Regions from separate parts of the Triticum aestivum genome. Here region 2 is linked to region 1. A link is a contact called in public Hi-C data. All regions are on one chromosome and are shown on one strand. Each heading gives the region's core, a stretch centred on a gene start, on an enhancer-like site or on the middle of the called end of the contact. The rest is flanking DNA. Distances are from core to core; before and after follow the strand shown.

Evidence for each region. Hi-C and Micro-C count contacts between places; a contact is called where the count stands out from the background.
Region 2: a contact with region 1 is called in a Hi-C map of leaf, with 4 times the contacts expected there. The contact joins the promoter of LOC123093177 here to the promoter of LOC123093175 in region 1. A contact is called at or near these places in 2 of 5 Hi-C or Micro-C datasets (leaf and an unstated tissue).

Annotation. Positions count from the first base shown.
Region 1 is chr4B:543,167,902-543,171,675 of IWGSC CS RefSeq v2.1, forward strand. It overlaps LOC123093175, which reads left to right and starts at 1,755. Exons shown (of 5, transcript XM_044515083.1): 1 at 1,755-3,332; 2 at 3,457-3,633. The coding sequence starts at 2,979.
Region 2 is chr4B:543,428,660-543,432,464 of IWGSC CS RefSeq v2.1, forward strand. LOC123093177 reads right to left here and starts at 1,443. Exons shown (of 5, transcript XM_044515086.1): 1 at 977-1,443; 2 at 599-699. The coding sequence starts at 1,190.

The DNA of each region.
Region 1 (3,774 bases), core at 505-3,004:
ATGGTTGTGACTTAACTTGATGCTGTATTTTTTCTTAATATGCAGTATGCAATATGCATAGCCTGGTGAAAGAAATACCCTTATGAAACCGTGATACCTGAAACTGGGCGAAGGCCGATCAATTTTTTCCATCATGAGGAACATTTGCGTCATCTTATTGAATTCTTCTGTGCTCCTAAATTTCTGTTAGGACAAAAAGGATAGCACGAATTAATCGAGTGTTTTAGAAAAATCATTGTCTTAGCTTTCACGGCGCACTTCCAATTACTGCAACCTGAGCGTGAGATGGCCAACTATACGTTTCCCAGCCATCCAAGACAGCAGTGTAGTATCCGCTCAAGCACACTATCAAAGATCCAAAACTGTTCTCTGATGGCCACGGTGGACTGATCAACATGAACACAGCAGCACATATTAATTGCACGTACTAAAGGCTCTGCTTCCGATTACTTGTGGTAGCACCTGGATATGTCATACAGTATATCCTAAGAGCATCTCCAACGGCCGCCGAACGCCGCGCGTAAAAGATGGCTTTAGAGCGCACCCATCGTCTGGTTTGGCGCGGCGCTAAAATGCAGCGCGCGCACCCCTCCAGCAGCCGCGCAAAAATTGCAGCGCGCGCTCATTATACAAACTAGGATGTAGGCATTGGAAGCATAGAAACTAGATAGATTGCATAGGATTTTAAACGATACAAAGGTATTTTACATCGGAAACATAGATTGCATAATTTAAAAACGACAAACGATAGAAAACTAAATAGATAGCATAAAAAACTATTCTAAGTCACTATCATCATCATCACCATTATCATCCTCGGCGGTGTCGTCCAAGGTTGATAGCCATATGTCCAACCAACGATCATAGTTCTTCGTGAAGAACGACCTCCCACCTGCTGCAACGAGATCGGTCTTCGCGTTCGCCAACGCCTTCCGCCGACGCCTGTCCAACCGCGTCTCGCGGCGCCTTTGCGTGTCCTCCTCGCGACGCCTTGCCCAGTAGCCTTGCTCGTAGGCGACGTCCTCCGGGTGGCGCTGGCGCCACTCCGCCATGACCCGCTCGTCCTCCTGGGCGACGAGGAGGCCGCGCTGCCGCTCGGCGTGCTCCGCACGGTCTTGTGCCGTGTTCAGACGAGGCGGCGGGGCGACGTCGAGCGCCTGCTGGAGCGTGTACACGTCTTGGAAGTTCATCTGGCCGCGCGGCTGGCCCAGGCGCCACGCCACCGCGTCGTACGCGCGGGCGGCCTCGCGCGCCGTCCCGTACGTGCCGAGGCCGAGCCGGAGATCGCCGGAGCGTATCTCCGCGTAGTAGCCGCCGTTGGGGCGCAGGCGGACGCCGCGGTAGCCGGACGCTCCTCAGCGGTGCGGCGGCATGGCGGGGCGCTGGGGTGGTGGAGGCGCGTCGGTGGTGGGGTGCTGGAGCGGCGCGTGGCAGAGAGGGAGAGGAAGAAGAGAAGAGGAGGCGTGGAGAGGCGTGTGCCGCACGCTGCACTTTATAAGCGCGCCGGAAGCGGTGCGCAAAAAATGAGGCGCGCGCTGGCGCCTTTTTTCGAGCGCGCAAACGGTTCCCGCGTGCGTGATTATCCCGCCACCGCTGGAGCGCGGCAAAACGCCCCGCGCGCGCTAAAAGCTGCGTTTACCCCGCGCGCGCGTCGTTTCGCGCGGCCGTTGGAGATGCTCTAAGATCGGCTAAAGTAATAAGAAAATTTTCTAGGGTGATGATATACATAATACCATAAGTTTTTTTCACCAATAGCAACGGTCAGGTTTCATCGGATAGGACGATGGTGCCCCTCTTTGAGCACCAGAGAAAACCCGATGTCCGGTTCCGTGGATCTCTCTTTCTCCCACTATCACATTCCTAATTGGAATTGGCATCTTTTTTTCTCTCCCTGATGAGGTGATGCGAGAAATTTCAGATGTACCAATTTCTAGAAGCATTTGTTGGGCGAAACCATTTTCAAGGTGTGATTGGCGGTGTCGCGACTTATACAGAGATGAGAACCATGAAAAGCAAGATCTCAAATAAGAAAACAGACACCGAGGAAGAGGAAACGAACACTAACATCAAAGGAAGACAACTCTCAAATGGATTTGTTGGTCTATGATGAGCAAGTAGAAGCAACTTGCTTACTCACCTAGGGTGGCTCCGCCTACTACTCCTACGTATCCTTCTCACTCGTCAAACCATAGCTCTAACTCAGTCAAAGTCAAACTCCACAATTTCTAAGAACATAAACCCAGTAGCCCAGAAGGAAGGTTATGTTCAAAACTCATTTCGTATTCGATAACCCAGCCGTACAAGAAAGAGGCTGCTAGTTGACAATGGTGGCGGCGATCCCTTGATGAAGCCATTTTCTTAGTTGCTCGCGGTGTCTGCCGTTTGGAATGGGGATGTTGAATGCCATGTTTGGTATGGGCTGCTTCTCAGGACGTCGGCATCCGGGACGCGATATGCAACGTCGTCAACGGTTCCTCCATGACTTCTTCCCTTAGGCGTGGTCAGGTCCTACAACCCACTTGCCGACTCCTCTTGGCGTTAAGGTGAGTGCACACTGATCCGCTCGGTTTTGGAGTTGTGGTTGTGTGACGGAGGTGACACACATTGGCCGTGACACGGTCTAGGTGAAAAAGCTAGCTTCAAGTCTTAAGCTCAAGATCAGTTCGGTTGGCGATGGCCACGACGAGCTTACCAACCTTCAGCTCTTCGTTCGATCGAGTTTAGCTTCACAGGACGTGTCATCCCGTCACACGGTACCTATATATACCCCGGCCCCACTAATATAAAGTGCAGCCGCACCAACCGCAATCCCAATTCGCAACGGCCCTAACAGACATACGCACGGGCGCGCGGCCGGCAGCACGGCAAGTCGGCGACTCGTGCGCCCGCCGGACACCGGCCCGCCGCTACGTCTACGCCAGCGTGCCGACGCAGGCTTCCACTTTTCTCCCCTCCCCCCGCCCGCTCCTCCTCCTCCCATGAGCGGGCGCCGCACCGCCCCCCGGCGGCCAGACGAGATGACGGACTCCACCGACTCGCCGTCGGAGCGCGCGGGCGCCGGCTTGGGCCAACACGCCGGCGGCACGGATGGCGACGGAGCAGGCGCGCTGTGCCAGTACCAGCACGGCGGCCCCGCCAGGGCGCCGCGGCTGGGGCTCGAGATCCGGGAGCCCTTCCTGCGTCTGATCACGTCCATGCGAGCCGCGCTCGACCCCGCCGCCGACGACAGAGGCGCCGGCCCAGAGGGGGAGGAGCCGCCAGCGGTGAAGAATCAGGGCCGGAGACGGCTGACGCGGGTGGGACTGCGAGCGCTCCAAATCGGCGACAGCAAGGTTCCTACTCAACTATAGTACTAGTACATACTACTGTACCATTATCATCTGTGCACATCGATAGAATCGCATGCTCTTGGTTTCTTTCTTTCTTGCCTATGAACTCACTCCTGGCCATATACAGATCGATCGAACGGACGAGTTCGACATAGCGGCCAAGTTCCAGTACAAGAAGCCCAAGAAGATGGTGCTCCAGCTGCACCGGGCCGACGCCTTGGTCAAGATCGACATCCTCTGGTCCAACATCCTGGCCATGTCGGCGCGCTTCGACGACGCGAGATTCGACAAGCTGAGGATCCAGGTATATATGATGCATCTGCAGCCGGAGTCCGTCTTTGTTTCCCCCCTTTTGAACAGATCCTCATGTATGGTGATGCAAGCATGAAGTACAGTATATGCAACTAACAATTTACATGTGTGCAACAAACCGATCGGTGTTTGT
Region 2 (3,805 bases), core at 193-2,692, 260 kb after region 1:
CTTTCAGGCAATTAGCATTCAGTGAGTACAGTGGTTGAAATGAATATGGCGCTCAAATATACTCCTATATGGTGCTGCTTTTCAAGGTTTTACAGTCTTGATTCCCGATAAATATGCTTTATTATTGCATGATAACGTAAGTAAAATGTGAAAAGAGCTGAATCTTTTTAACATGCACAATAAAATTGGTATTGCCCCGAATGCAGTAACCAAAGGTGTAAGCATGATTCCCTGTTTAATATACATTTCCAAGTGTTATAGAAACTCTAGTTACGCATATTTCCCGGTGTTAGATAAATTCCAGTTAACGATTCATGGCTGATCAAACTAAATAGAATCGGACTTTGTGGTACAGTGAACAAATAGAAATAACACAAAGTTATTTCCATGGAAACCGGAAGGACGGCATATACCGCTTACATATTCATGCACACCGAATAACAGTGTTCGCAATATGCATAACATCTCAGTCCCGAAATGGAGTTCCATTTTAGTCATACTACTAGTAACAAGGATCTGACATATAGCTGCTCAGATAGTTTCGCTCAGTATGACGCAGGAGGGAGGTTTGTAGTTCCAGCTCAACAAGATTCAGTACCTCGGAAGCGGTGACTCGGCGAGGCACCATGTTACCGCCTATCTGAACAAGCCCATCGGAAGTGAAGAGCGTGATTTTATCCTCTTGCACCCACTCGATATCTGCCAGGAGAAAGACACGCAGATCGAACCCGTCAGGGCGCAACGGCATGGTACACACAGATCAGTACAGTACAGAACCCCCTAGGAAACAAATCGACATTCTGCCCAACGATGAGCACAGCCGCCTGTCCCATTACCAACTACTACCATCTCTTCCCACGAAGCACGCAACAGCGACCGCAGCATGAATATCACTTGTCTCTCGGAATAAAGAAAACATCACTGGTCGAAGCGCTGGGTCAACAAACAGGAGAGTGATCCGGGGGCGCGAGTTTACCGAACCCAGTGGTGAGATCCAGGGGCTGCTCCCACGGGTACGGCCCGTAGAGGTCCTCGGGCTCGCCCTTCCTGGCCCGGGCGCGCAGCCGCGAGCCGGGGCGGCAGCGGCGCGGGGACCGGGGCCTCCCGCCGCCGCGGAGAGGGGAGGAGAGGGGCCTCCTGGACGCCAGCGAGCGCGGGAGGGAGGAGGAGAGGGCGGCGGAGTCGGCCATCGCTCGAAATGCGGCAGGGAGGGATCGCGGACGGAGGGAGGGAGGAAGGATCGGCGGATTTTTATCGGGGGACGGCGGGGGCGAGGTGTGGTGGGCGTGGATTCTCCCGGCGGTGGACTTGGCTCGGCCGCGGTGCCTTTCTTGCGGGCCTTTTCCGGGGCCACAGGAGGAGGGCGGTGGATCGCGGCCGTCGGCTGCGCTGGTTTTGTGGAGATGGAGGGTCCGGATCGGCCTGGAGCCGGTGGGCGTGGTTTATCCGCTGCTGATGCTACCGACAAATCAAGGTTCGGCTGTCAAAGTCCGAGATGGGCCGGGGATCTCGAGGGGTGGATATTCAGTGGTGCTCGGAAATGGATAAGGGATTGCTTGCGGAACGGGAGAGTGGATTATGTGCTCGTTTGCATTGCGCCCTTTATTAGTTTGAAACAAAATTCAAAACAAACACTTCAAAAGTTTCATAGAAATATTAATTTGACTGTTGCCTTATACGGAGTAAGTCACAGACAAATTTAAAGAGGATTGAAGCCGGAAAGACAACTCAAATACGAAGTGCCATCATCTACCTGAACGCACTTGTTCAAACCACTCGCTTTCCCTTGTGGCTGCTCTCAAACGTACTCGCGCTGACTTAAAATTTTGGCGGCGCTCTGCCTCTAAACACTCGTGAGAGGAACTGCAAGACTGTCATTTCCGTTCTCGACCTCATCGAAGAATCTCGATTCCTCTCGCATCCTGAATTATGCTAGAATTGTTATTTGTATTTCCTTATATCATGATAAATGTTTACTATTCATACTAGAATTGTATTAACCAGAAACTTAGTACATATGTAAATACATAGACAAAACAAAGTGTTCCTAGTATGCCTCTACTTGACTAGCTCGTTAATCAAAGATGGTTATGTTTCCTGACCATAGACATGTGTTGTCATTTGATGAACGGAATCACATCATTAGAGAATGATGTGATGGACAAGACCCATCTGTTAGCTTAGCATAATGATCGTTAAGTTTTATTGATATTGCTTTCTTCATGACTTATACATGTTCCTCTGACTACGAGATTATGCAACTCCCGAAAACCGGAGGAACACCTTGTGTGCTATCCAACGTCACAACGTAACTGGGTGATTATAAAGATGCTCTACAGGTGTCTCCGAAGGTGTTTGTTGGGTTGGCATAGATCGAGATTAGGATTTGTCACTCTATGTATCGGAGAGGTATCTATTGGCCCTCTCGATAATGCTCGTCACTATAAGCCTTGCAAGCAATGTAACTAATGAGTTAGTTACAAGATGATACATTACAGAACGAGTAAATAGACTTGCCAGTAACGAGATTGAATTAGGTATGAGGATACCGACGATCGATACTCGGGCAAGTAACATACCGATGACAAAGCGAACAACGTATGTTGTTATGCGGTTTGACCGATAAAGATCTTCGTAGAATATGTAGGAACCAATATGAGCATCCAGGTTCCGCTATTGGTTATTGACCGAAGATGTGCCTCGGTCATGTCTACATAGTTCTCGAACCCGTAGGGTCCGCACGCTTAACGTTCGAGATTTGTATTATGAGTTATGTATTTGGGTGGCCGAAGTTTGTTCGGAGTCCCGAATGAGATCACGGACATGACGAGGAGTCTCGAAATGGTCGAGAGGTAAAGATTCATATATTGGAAGGTAGTATTCGGACATCGGAATGGTTTTTGAGTGGTTCGGATATTTTATCGAAGTACCAAGAGGTTACCGGAACCCCCCGGGGAAGTATTGTGCCTACATGGGCCTTAGTGGAGAGAGAGGAGGGCCACAAGGGGTGGCCGTACGCCCCCCTGGCAAGTCCGAATTGGACTAGGGGAGGGGCGGCGCCCCCCTTTCCCTCTCCCTCTCCCTCCCCTTCCTTTTCCCTCTGGTAGAAGAAAGGAAAGGGGGTGGGCGAATCCTACTAGGAGTGGAGTCCTAGTAGGACTCCCCCCATGGCGCGCCCCTCTTGGCCGCCGGCCTCCTCCTCCCCTCCTTTATATACGGGGGCAGGGCACCCCAAAGACACATCAATTGTTCTCTTAGCCGTGTGCGGTGCCCCCTCCATAGTTTACACTTCCGATCATAGCGTCGTAGTGCTTAGGCGAAGCCCTATGCGGATCGCATCACCATCACCATCATCACGCTGTCGTGCTGATGAAACTCTCCCTCAACCCTTTGCTGGATCAAGAGTTCGAGGGGCGTCATCGAGCTGAACGTGTGCTGAACTCGGAGGTGTCATACGTTCGGTGCTAGATCGGTTGGATCGTGAAGACGTTCAACTACATCAACCTCGTTAACCTAACGCTTCGGCTTTCGGTCTACAAGGGTACGTGGACACACTCTCCCCCTCTCGTTGTTATGCATCTCCTAGATAGATCTTGCGTGATCGTAGGAATTTTTTTTGAAATTGCATTCTACGTTCCCCAACAGTGGCATCCGAGCCGGGTCTATGTGTAGATGATATGCACGAGTAGAACACAAAGAGTTGTGGGCGATAATAGTCATACTTCTTACCACCAACGTCTTGCTTTGATTCGGCGGTATTGTAGGATGAAGCGGCTCGGACAAACATTACATGACCACGTTCATG